Linked DNA regions of Gossypium arboreum: region 2 is linked to region 1. Evidence: chromatin contacts called from public Hi-C data. All regions are on one chromosome and are shown on one strand. The core of a region is the stretch at or near the end of the contact, and the rest is flanking DNA. Distances in the headings are between cores, read along the strand shown.

Region 1 (6,590 bases), core at 3,047-5,546:
ATTTTCCCTGAATTTAGACTCATATATCCATCCATGGATTTATTTCTAGAATTTTTGGTCGGGCAAATTGGTACAGTTTATTAGTTAAAGTCACCCATGTTACAGGGATCGACTGCTCTGACCTTCGCGCGGTATAACTTGAATATCTCTCTGTACAGGGCTTTAATGCTGGTGCCGTTTGTTTCTAATGAAACTAGACTCAAAATGGAATCTGTACATATAAGGTATGTCTCTTAATTCTTTCTGGATAATTTATAGTAAATTTTTAAAGTTGCGACAGGGGACCCAGAAACCGTTCTGGCCCTGTCTCACAATAGCTTTGATATCTCTTAACATGTAACTCCTATGACCATTTCGTTTCTTCCATATGAAAATAGACTCATCAAGGTTCATTTACATAGCTTATTCACTATTTAATACCATTCCTACAAATTTTGGTGATTTTTCACATTCACGTCACTGCAGCTGGCAGCATCTGTTTTAAGGTAGGTCTTACCTATTTTGTAGTCTCCATGAACCAACTAGTCTTGCCATACATAGGTTCATATATGATCATTTTAACCATACCAATGGCTGATCATGTGACCAACACTCCCATTTCCAATCCATAATCACATCATGACACCATATATATACATACAAACCACAAATAGTCTAAGTTCATGCTTCCTTTTACGAGCCATTTTCGCATGGCCGTATACATATACATCACCACATTTTTAAACCAACAAGGGTAGTCCTATACATGCCATTTCAAAGTTCAAACAAAATTTATACCAAAATAGGGCGTTGATAGTGTGGATGACTTGACTTTATTGATCCCGAATCCGATTGCTATCGAGCGAAATCTATAAAACAGAGCCAAAGCAACGGGTAAGCATTTTATGCTTAGTAAGTCTCAAGGAATATAATCAACTCTAATTACAGCAATACATTCACATAGCCAAATGCATCATTTCATTAATACACATTCTTACTTCACACTTCATCATTATATACTTTCACAAAGTATCAATCAATTCAATAACTGAAATTCATTAGTCGATTGAGCGAATGTTGCTCAAACATGTCGACTTTCCAATGCACATATAAACGTACCTTATTCTTTGGGCTTCTCGAGTGTACTAATTGAATTTATTACAGCAACCAACACTCACCTCCAGCCCAAGATTCTTCGAATATAACCGGATATAACCACGCACAAATGCCTTCGGTCTTAGCCCGGATAGAATGTCTCGCACGAATGCCTTGGTCTTAGCCGGATGTAGCCACTAGCACAATTGCCTTGGTCTTAACCCGGATATAATTTCCAGCATAATTGTCTTCGGGCTTAGCCGGATATCATTCAATTTCTCATGCACACATACATCAATAATCATTGGACATACATATTTCATTCTCGTTACTAAGGCTCAAACACAATTATAATCACTAGCATAATCGCCGGGACTTAGCCCGGGTATTATTCAATACTCATACACACATAAATCAATAATCAATACATCCATATTTCATTCCACATAATTCAAGTAAGGTCACTTCTTGAGGACTTACCTCGGATGTTGTCGAACGGCTTTTACGGCTATTCGATCACTTTTCCTTCCCTTGTCCAATTGTGGCCCTCTTAGCTCTTGAGCTAATTCAAACAAATTCAATTTATTAAAACCTCATTGTGCTAGCTTATGGCGAATATGACAAGGAGTTTAAATGGTCATATGGCCACTCTTTAGCTTGAATACACAATGGTCATGCACATTTTATACTACATCAAGCAATTCAATACAATTTATTCGAGCATCAAGGAAAAGCTAAGGCCTTCAATAGGCTACCCAAGGCGAATATTCATGTACATGTTGAGGCCAATTATGCACTTAATACCTCACAAAACAGCATGCATTTTACTAGTTAATGCTTTGCATATTGTAGCTCAAAACTTATAATATAGCATCAAGCACTCATATGTGTGCTAGGCAGAATGTGCTTGCAATTTCACAATCATTCTTCAACATCTTCTTCTTTAAACAACCATGTTCATCACTTAGTTCATAACCAAAACATCATGTGCAAACATATATATACATATATGAGCATGGCGAATTTCAAGGTGTCCATAGCCATCCAAAACACAAATTTTAACTAACATGCAAGAAGCATGAACCATGCTCATGAATGCATCATGGCGAATATGACAATCATGCCCTTTTCAACTTCAATCATGATTAAACAAAAGAAAACTCAAAATCTTACTCAAAAGTAGACAATCCATCATTGCATGCATCATCATCAAGCTTCACACTTAGCATGCAATGGCTTTATCACCATAACAACTTTGGCCAAATACCATTTCCATGGCATAACAAAGATTTGAGCCATGGCTATCATGCACATCAAGTTAGCAACCAAAACATGCATGAAACTCCTAACACAACCTCATACATACCTTAATCTTGATGCAAACTTAGCCAAATCTCCTTCTAGATCTCTTCCAAACCAAGCATGAAGCAAAATCCTCCTTCTTCCTTAGTTTTGGCTCAAAGAAAGGATGAACAAAATTTTTCTTTCTTTCTCTACAACTCACGGCAATGGGGGAATACCACACACACACATTTTTTTTTCATTCTTTTCTTACCCATACACCTTTGTTTATTATTTCTCCCTAATGCACCAACAAAACATGTTTCATGACATGTTTTGCCCATCCTCTTGCCATGGCGGCCACTTCATGTTGGGGGAAATTTGACATGCAAATCCTTATTTTTGCATGCATGAGCAACTAGTCATCACACATTTCCCCATCATACTTTCAAAGTTCACTACTAGGTCCGTTCTAGTGAAATTCGCATTTATAACACTAAATCGAAACATCAAAAATGTCACACACAAATTAACACATATCATAGGCATCAAAATAAATTTTAAATTATTTTTATGCCTCGGTTTTGTGGTCCCGAAACCACATCCCGACTAGGGTCAATTTTGGGCTGTCACAGATGAAGAGTTTCTTGGTCTTGAAGTACCATATTTAAGTGCCATAGGAGCATTGATGTATCTTGCAAAACAACACAAGACCTAATATAGCTTTTGTTGTAAACTTGTTAGCAAGATTTAGTTCTTCTCCAACACATAGACATTGGAATGGGGAATTAAACATGTATTTAGATATCTCAGAGGGACCATTGATATTGGGTTATTTTATTCAAATGATTCAAAATCCCTATCAGTTGGTTATGCTGATGCTGGATATTTCGCGGATCCCCATAAAGGTCGATCTCAAACGGGATATTTGTTTACATGTGGAGGTACGGCTATATCATGGCGTTCGACAAAGCAAACATTAGTTGCTGCCTCTTCAAATCATGCTAAAATAATTGCAATGCATGAGGCAAGCCGAGAGTGTGTTTGGATAAGGTTATTAACCCAACATATCCAGAAGATATGTAATTTGCATTTACAGGAAAATATGCCAACTATCTTATACGAAGATAATGCAGCATGTATAGCTCAATTAAAGGGTGGTTCGAAACATATTTCACCAAAATTATTCTTCACTCATGATCTTGAGAAGAAAGGTGATATAGAAGTTCAACAAATTCGTTCTACTGATAATTTAACAGATCTTTTTGCCAAGGCATTGCCAATTTCAACATTTGAAAGATTATGAAACAAGATTGGAATGCGTCGACTTAAAGATATAATGTGATGTTGCCATTAGGGGGAGTCTAAAACACATTGTACTCTTTTCCTTTAACCAAGATTTTGTCCCACTGGGCTTTCCTGGTAAAGGTTTTTAACGAGGTAACTTGTAATAGGAGATTGTGTACTCTTTTTCCTTCATTAGGTTTTTATCCCACAAGTTTTTCCTAATAAAGGTTTTAATGAGGCACATTCTTATTTAAAAGACATCCAAGAGGAGTGTTATAAATTAAATGGATGTCTATAACCCCCTTAAGCATATTAAAGTAATGAGACAAAACTCTTTACTTCATTTATAATCGATCATTAAATGGAGTAATTAAGAAAATTTAGTTTATTAAATGTAATACATTTATTAATTGAATGTAAATGAGCTTATAAATAAAACCTTATAAATGAAAATAAGACAATGAATTTTTTTCATATTTTTCATCCACTTTTATTTATTATTTTATTAATTTTCTATAACATGAACCTTATAGTTTTTATGAAAATATCAAAGAATAACTTAAATGAAAAAAAAGAAAAGAAAAGTTAAACTCCAATATAAAGACAATTACCAGCTAAAAGCCACTAACTTAAATAGAAAAAATTCAAAGAAATTACCAATTTTAGAAACAAAAGAAAATTGAAAAAGTTGCGATATTATTAATTTTTCTCCCGAAATGAGATAACGAGAATTACATAAGTACCCCCACCACGGCAATCAAATCTCAAATCTCCTACCCACCGAAACCTCAACTCAAACTCATCGAACCAGCGCAGCGAGAGATTGAAGATCAGATATTGAAGCCCCTATAATGGGTGACGTCCAGACAGCGGAGAGCAGTAACAAAGCTAGGCTAGCCATTATGGAGCTGGCCAACATGATAAGCGTCCCCATGTCTCTCAACGCTATCGTCCGCCTCAACGTACCCGATGCTATCTGGCAAGGAGGCGCCAACACCCCTCTCTCCGCCGTCCAGATTCTCTCACGGGTACTCCCTTACGGCGGCGGAGACCCTGAAAACCTCCAGCGTATCCTCCGTATGCTCACAAGCTACGGCGTTTTCGATGAACACCTTAATTGCAGCGGTGATGACTCCCACTCCCCGGAGAGAAAATACTCCCTAACTGACATCGGAAAAACACTCGTAACAGACGCTGAGGGTCTATCCTATGCACCATATGTCCTCCAGCACCACCAGGTAGGCCTATCCCACTTTTTCACTTTCAACCACAGATTCTCCCCAGATCTCTCCTTCATTTGATTGATTTATAGTGAAACCGTCATGTATAGAAGAGTAGAGCTATGGGTTTTTACATGAAATAAGAAAGGTAATTGAGTGGAATAAATGTATTAGGATGCTTTGATGAGAGCGTGGCCATTGGTGCACGAAGCAGTGCTGAATCCGACATCGGAGCCATTCGTGAAGGCGAATGGGGAGGGAGCTTATAGTTACTATGGGAAGAAACCAGAAATGAACGGGCTGATGCAAAAGGCGATGTCGGGAGTTTCAGTGCCATTCATGAGAGCAATATTGGACGGCTATGATGGGTTGAAAGGCGTGAAGAGATTAGTTGATGTGGGAGGCAGCGCGGGGGATTGCCTCCGAATGATTTTGCAGAAATATCCCCATGTTGAGGGAATCAACTTTGATTTGCCTGAGGTCGTTGCCAAAGCACCTAGTATTCCGGGTCAGATTTTTCAGCTTTCTTGTTCACTAATCAATTTTACTTTCACCGCCTTTACTCCTTCGCTATCATTTAAAGAGATAATTACTCGGTAATTTAAAACCAAGATATCAAAAAATGAAAATATAAAAAATAAAATTTAATTTAATTTTTAAAACTGTTATTAAATAATTTGAAATTTGTTTAAGATATGATATTAATCTATTTTTATTAAAATAATTAAAAGAAATGGTTGGGTATTGTTTTTATTAATTGAAGGGTGCGTGGTTGTTAAAGTGTTGATTGATTGTAGGCGTGACTTACGTTGGGGTGACATGTTGGAGTCGATTCCAGTAGCTGATGCAATCTTCATGAAGGTGAATTTCATATTTCTTTAATAATTTACATATTTCACCTAATCTTTTCTTTGATTTTTATAATTACGAATCATATTTTCTAAAATAGTATATTGACATAAATTATAAAGAAAGTAATAGTTTTAGGATAAGTTATCTTTTGACATGTGAACCATACTAATTGATGTGACATTAACATAAATATTAAATAAATGATAAATTTATGTCATAATTTGTTCCAACAATATATAAAATTATTCATAAGGTATTTTTACTTTATTTACAGTAAATAAAAGGATTATTCATAATTAACTACTTTTTAATTAAACTCATTGTATGGATATGGAACTTTTGCTTTTGTAGTTAATGTAACAAAAATTTAACTTCGTTATATTTTCAATCTGCCAAATTTTGTGAATTTAGTACATTTATTCTTGGGTTAAGAATAGTTAAATTTGATATTTTACTTTGAAATTATGGACAAATTTCCCATTGTAGAAATTTGTTTCAATTCTGCCACCCACTTTGTTTTTAAATTAAAATTTACTATTCAGATTTAGCACAATTTGAGGATAATTTTTTTTAAAAAACAGAGAGAGGTTATTTTGAATATCTTCTTTTAACAACAAATAATTTATAAGAATATTAAAACATAAGAAATGAACATAAAGTTTTTATTTCATGAAAGAAAGACTTGAAAACTTAAAAAACAAAATATCTAAAAATTAAGTTTAGTTGTTATAAAATAATTTTTTATTAGTTATTTTGTTATTGTTAAATATTATAATAAATACTAATTTTTTATCTTCAAATTATTCAAAATTAAAATTGGATATCAAAATTCAAATAAAACAAACATAAAGTGACAATTCAAATATTGAATTGAAA
Region 2 (6,668 bases), core at 2,641-5,140, 360 kb before region 1:
TTACTATGCATTATCAAACACATTCATTGACAACAAATAATGGACCTACTAAACGTAAATATAAAAATAATCATATCGTAGTAATATGAACTAAAAATTGGACATTTTTACAACATTTTGTAGCAAGTTTTAAATGAGTGATTGATTAGAAGGGAGATCCCATCGGAGCTGTGAGACCAAGATACCGCATAATTTTTAGCCGCCGAGGTCCTTCACCAGATTTCAATGGAAATCTAGCACCCTATAAAAACAATATTATCAAACCTTTTAATGATAGCTACGAGCAAATAGTTTAAGACAAGTTGGCCAAGAATTTGAGTGGCTACTCACATTAAGATGAATTCTTGGCTTGCCTTCCTTCTTATTACCTACTTGTCCGACTAAATTACTGCCAGTTTTGCTTGATAATGATGAAGCATGTTTACCTGTTCCAAATTAAGCTGGGTTTAGAAGAACGATGAACAGTTCTTTCTCTGGTGAAACCATGGAAATTAAAAGCATTAGAGATCTTAAGTAGAACCTAAATTTATCAAAATAACATATATTTCTTTCTAGAAATTAAACAGATTTTGCAGGTGATAAGAAAACAGGAAAATGTAATTGATATTTGCTTGTCGATGAAAATAGGAACATATTAGGTTGAAGCATTGCATTAAGAATTGGGTACTGCAAACCCCACAAGCAGTTAGCATCCTAATCCTCTAACCATCAAAGTAATGAGGCCCAGATGCTCAAACCACAGATGCTATCAATTTTCAATCTACAATTGAAGAATAACACTATAGTAGACCTATAAGAATGCCTATGAACCAAATAAGAACGATGCTAAATATTAAGTTCGATTCACATTTTAAAGAATGCGGATTAAAACATAATAGTATGAAGGAATTGGATAACCCAAGTGTCTTAATGCAAGGCAACTAGACAAAAAACTTATAACTACACCAAGTGTCTCAATCAGATTTAAGAGTAATGAAGAGATTGATATTTTCTGTATATCATGGAGGATAGACTAGTGGCACGTAAGACCTGTCTGTATTCCAGTCTTTTGATCTACAATAAGTATAGGAGATAATAAGAATGAAGCAATGATGAATATCCCCAACTTTTAAATCATGTATCTTCCTCAGCTCAATTTATTTGTCTTCTGTTTTTTCAAGTATGTTAGAAGGTTAAAAGTGTAACACAGAGATAAGTGCAATGCAACACAAACCAGATTTTTTGTCTTGCCGATCAGATTGAGGGAAAGGATCAGGGCTTCCAGGCAACTGCCTACATGATTTTATATGTTTCTTCCTCTGTACTATTGCCTGCAATTAGGCAAGAATACAGTTGCAGAAGTTGAAAAATGAAGCAATGAAAACAAATGGCACATTTCATGGAAATATTCAATACTTGTTTCAAAGCATCTTGAAAATTTTCCATTAAATTGCAGCTCCTTTCTTCAAAGCACTGGCAAAAAGGAAAAACACTTATTTTAAAATTAGATTTCACCCAACCCGTAATTCATGTGCTGAAAAAAATAAGTTAAAGATAACATCAAGTTCCCATATATGTATATCATAGAACCACTATTTCTTTTATCATATCTTGTTGTGACTTTCAAAATCACCATAAAATTTCCGTTCGCATTGCACAAACCAAGAAAGGAGGTATTCCCCTCCAAGCCTCCTAAATACTTCAAATGAATATCACAGGTGGAAAGAAAGAATATAAAAAAAGAAGAAACAAAAGCAGATTCTTTATTGCAAGTTCTAAGGAACAATAATATTTATTAAACTAAATCAATACCGATAATTTTGGCATGGCTAGACAAAGCCTATACTTACATCCTCAAGCATTGAAAGATCTCTTGCTGCATTAATCCAAGCACTGAAAAGAAATTAGCTAATATTTAAGATCATATAATGAAAAAATCCTGTAGAACAATAAAACTTTCACAGTTCTAGGATAGAGGCTACATTAGCTTACAATGGGGGTACTATACCTGTCATGTTTTCCATAAAACTTTACTAAAACATGTTCCTCGGTTTGTTGGATTGTTGAATCAACTAAAACGGACCTTTTTTCAATGATCTGTAATGTCAAGTAAGAGCTTTTAAGAGTACTTCTGAAGAGGGGAAAAATTGTTCCATGCAAAATACATATCTGAAGAGAACAAGAAGTTTCAAGTCAAAACTGAAATTATCTAATGGAGATGGGAAAAAGAAGTTTTCCCAGGCTAAGAAAGTTACAGGTATTAGTCAAAGACACTTAAATGATTAAACCTGCTGTTAGCTGCTGTACTTTAGTTATGCAAAGTTTCTATCTCCATTAGAAAAGATCAGTACAAAAGGGTTTCAGAAGTGAAAAGGTTAGAACTTCATTTTCCAAGTTGAAAGCCACTGATATCGGGTGAAAGAATTTCAATCCATTCTGCATAAAATTAGGTATAGGATGATCTTTGAAGAGAAGTGCCAACAGGCTTCCAACAATTCTTTTCCCTTTTTAATTACAGAACATGCACATCAACAACCAGAAAGCAAAAAATCAACAAAAATGAAGGGAAAAAGTGCAAATCCTACAATCAATATATATAATATATAACTGCAGCTATGGATTCTGTCACGCACATGACTGTATATACAAAACAAAAAGATCATCTACGTCATATTTTGAAACAACATAAAAATAACAGTATCTTACTTGAGCAGGCCACCACACTTGGCAAGCTGTTTTGGCCCATACCGCATTTCCTGGAGTTATGCAAACACCAGTGCTTCCTCTAACTTGTAACTTCTTCACATCACTCTTTTGTTCCACAACGTTCCTACTTCAACAAGAAAAAAGGGATAAAGAAAGTTCTCAAGTAAGTAAAGAATATAACATGAAAGCAACCGTAAGAAAACTGCCCATAGCATTATACATACTGGACCACTCTACCACTGCATGGATCACTAGCTGTATCTGGAGCAATTGGTTCAGCTTCTAACGCCGGAAATTCATAGAAATTTAACACAAATCTTGATCTTTTATCACACGAGCCACTGAAAGCAATTGAGTCATCCACTATATTTCCATCCTGTTTATCATTGAAATTAGTTAAGGTTACACTGGAAGCTTCATCTCTATCATAGGAGCACTCTTGTAAGGAACCTGTGAAACAGTTACCAAGATTAAAGGTTACAGTTCTCCAAAATGCTTTTGTGCATTGCTAACTATAACAGTCTCTCTATCTTGGAAGCAGAACTTCAAAGAAAGTGATAACAGACTGAATGAATAATCATACAATACACTTAAAAGAACTTCAGAACCTAACAAATTCTGCTCTTATCAAGTTGTTATACAGAATTATCCGTATAAATTAAGATCATTATGCAAACAGAACAAGTGGCAAATACATAATTATTCATAATGGATGCACTAAAATTTACGACGTTCAATATTTCTCCTCAAATAATATCCAAGATATACATTTAGGGTCATTTACACCGTAACAATTACCCAATTCACAAGAAAATTTCATTCTTTGAGGAACAATCCTTCCTCTATAATCAAGAGTAACATAAAATTTGTGACTCCAGCAACATTTAAACATACCCAATTACACCAAAAAGAAACGAAAGGTGATAGAATATGCGCAAGAGAGAGAGAGAGAGAGAGAAACTGAAATACCAGAAGCGGATGGGGAAGCAGGGGAAGAAAAAGAGGAAGGCATAGGTTCAGCTTTCCTGGACTGCTTACTGAAGTTTGGAGCATTTTCAATTTGATTCAATCCCTTTACCTTTTGCTTCTTCTTCCCGGGTGATTTCTTCTTTGCCATTGATGTAGACAGTTAGGCGATTGAGGGGGGAAAAAGGGTTTCCAAGAGGAACCCTAGAATTAGAAAATAAAAGAAGGGGGGAGAGTCTTAAGTCAGGTGCTTACCAGTTACAACGTGAGAAATTGGGCTGAAATGGTCCACGTTTCGTGTCTTTTATTTTACTTAGCTTTTTCCAACTCTGTTGCTGTATTCAATACTCTGCTGTCAACCAAAATAACAGTTTTTTTTCTGGATTCAACTTAATTTGATTCATTCAGGATTATTTAACAACAGGACTTTGCATTTATTTAGTTATAGTTTAGCGCTGCAAATAAGAATTATTACAATGCCTGAATTGGTAGAGTTATAAAGGACAGAATGTAACATTGTAAGCACTTGCCCCACTGCATTTGTATATTGGAGGATCGTTGTCTCCCGGATATGTATGTGCCAACTGACAAAGTTCCTTAAATCTTTTTGAGAAGTCATTAGGCTGGCAAGCCTGCCCTGTAAAGCTTCCGGTGCAACAATATTTGGGATCTTTCAACGCATCACATGGACTATTGCATCCCACATAGGCTCGATTTTTGTTTATAGCCACCAAGGATGGAGGGCACACATCTCCCATATCCTTGATGCAGTCGACAACGGGGCACACTTCGGACCCTCCAACCAACGTGCCACCAATCGGTTGAATTCGGACCGGCACATTGAACCCATGGTTCAGGCTCACTTCGTAAGAGACCACATTCTGGTTAATGTTGAAATTCAGGAGTGTCTCTGGTGGTTTTGGTGGTGGAGATTGGCAATCGACCGAGCCAGACCCGCAGTCTCCGGTCTCGCAAGTAAAATTAATTTGGGAAGCATCGTACGAGCATTTCGTCCGTAACCAGAGGCTACCGGTCCAAGGATCTGGCATGGAGAATATTTCCAATGTGCCTGGCCCCCTCTCGGGATCACCATCGCCAACGGAAGGACTGGCTGATAGCCACACTGAGAACGAGCATTCATTGTCAAAGTTGAAGGTTAAATCAGACTGCACAAATTTACCTGTAAATTTAGATCAGCAATTAAGATGTCAGTCTCTCTACTTCAAAAATCCATGCAATTCAAGTAGACAAATCTTAATGTTTATCAATTGAGTTAAGCCTAATTTGCCATTGATACTAACAAAAAAAATATGATAATAGCAACCTGAAATAACTAATACGAGGACAAGACTGAAAATTGCTTTACTGCCCATTGAAGCTTGAACCTTAAGTTTTAGATGGATATATACAATTTACATGCTTTAGAATGGGGATTATATACAAAACAGCTATTTATTTTTGGTAAAAACAAATAAAGCATAATTTTAAGGTATCAAATTAAAAATTCATAATTTTATTAGTGGATTTTATATTAAAAGGATACCTTAAGTGTAAGAGGTAAGTTAACCAATTGAAAAGGAAATTCATAACTTTATTAGTGGATTTTATATTAAAAGGATACCATAAATAGAAGAAGAAGACGAAGAAGAAGAAGCATATCTTTTACATTAATTATGATTTCCCCACCTGTTTAAGTTCATCTTATTTTGTATCCAACCAAATTTATCTCTTTTTTTTTTCTTTTTTCTTTTTTTTTTTTGAGAAAACCTAAATTACTGTGGTCCTTAATTACCAAAGAAATTACTGTGGTCCTTTGACCCCAAAAAAACAGGGTAAAAATACACTTGCATAGACAATAATTATTTAGCCATACCTATTCCATAATATTATATAATGGAATAGTTGAACAAAAAATTTACTATATAATGGAATGTTGTGAGAAATATTATTTTCCAAGTTATAATTCTAAAATTATATTAACAATTAGAATATATTAAAATTTACCGTTACCTTATAAAACATATACAATAAATTTAAATCAATTTATATGATAAGATATAAATTTTATTGAAGGTGATTATTTACCATGGAATGTTTCACTCCCTCAATGGAATGTATTGTTCTTGTGGGAGGTTTGTCTTCTAAACTCCAAAGAGACCCAAAGGGTTCACGGAATTTAGAGAGCACATCAGTTGATGTAGATATAACCTACAATCTCACAAGATAGAGTTATTTAAGCCTTAGCTGATGATTCGATCCCCTATAGGTGTATCATGCATAATTAATATTTCACATAATGCTAATACTTACCCTATAAACTTGCAAATCGTATTTATATCAATCGAGACGCTCATTAAACTCTATAAATCTCTTTAGACTCTTTTCAAAATACAAGAGACAAATCACCTCACCAAAACATTACTTTAAAATAAGAGACTTCATTGCAAATACTCATAAATAATAATATTGTAGATAACTAATCAGAATTAATATGGAAATAAATCTCCTTACATATTTGAAGTTTTTAGGCAACTTCAAAGGTAAAAATATAGGGTAAATTATATCTTTATTGATTCTAATTTACATAGAAGTATGGGAAAACCCGAAAAGTATATCTCATTCCCACCCATGGAAGCAAAACGACATTTACGTATGAGATTGTAAATGACTAAAATCTGGAATACCTATGGTGTCTTAAAAGGAAAAGGAAAAAAAGGAAATTAATAATCTTTTTTTATATCTAATAACAATTATATATATAATATATTTAGGGTGGGTTTAGATGGACGGTGTGTTTGTCTACGGTTAATATAAAAATAGCGGTGACAAAAAAATTAAATACTGTAACGATACTGTAATGTGAGACAAAGTAAACTAAACACACCGCACTACACCGTACCGTTTATCGAAACCCACCATTAGTCAAATCCACCAAATCAGTTTACAAATGCAAAAAAACAGTAAATTATGTGTTAATACAATAAAAATGTCTTTTGGTATATTTTTCATCTCAAACT

The links. Hi-C and Micro-C count contacts between places; a contact is called where the count stands out from the background.
Region 2: a Hi-C map of leaf shows a contact between it and region 1, with 2.5 times the contacts expected there. The contact joins the promoter of LOC108457779 here to the promoter of LOC108460940 in region 1. A contact is called at or near these places in 2 of 5 Hi-C or Micro-C datasets (both in leaf).

The regions. Positions count from the first base shown.
Region 1 is chr4:95,385,655-95,392,244 of ASM2569848v2, reverse strand. LOC108460940 (nicotinate N-methyltransferase 1) reads left to right here and starts at 4,296. Exons shown (of 5, transcript XM_017760651.2): 1 at 4,296-4,880; 2 at 5,037-5,370; 3 at 5,660-5,671; 4 at 5,674-5,723. The coding sequence starts at 4,494.
Region 2 is chr4:95,742,781-95,749,448 of ASM2569848v2, reverse strand. LOC108457779 reads right to left here and starts at 3,890. Exons shown (of 9, transcript XM_053026451.1): 1 at 3,655-3,890; 2 at 2,910-3,135; 3 at 2,686-2,809; 4 at 1,988-2,076; 5 at 1,830-1,872; 6 at 1,396-1,452; 7 at 1,214-1,310; 8 at 331-425; 9 at 1-241. The coding sequence starts at 3,802. The coding sequence ends at 146. LOC108457780 (thaumatin-like protein 1) reads right to left here and starts at 5,101. Exons shown (of 2, transcript XM_017756917.2): 1 at 4,976-5,101; 2 at 4,062-4,831. The coding sequence starts at 5,024. The coding sequence ends at 4,146.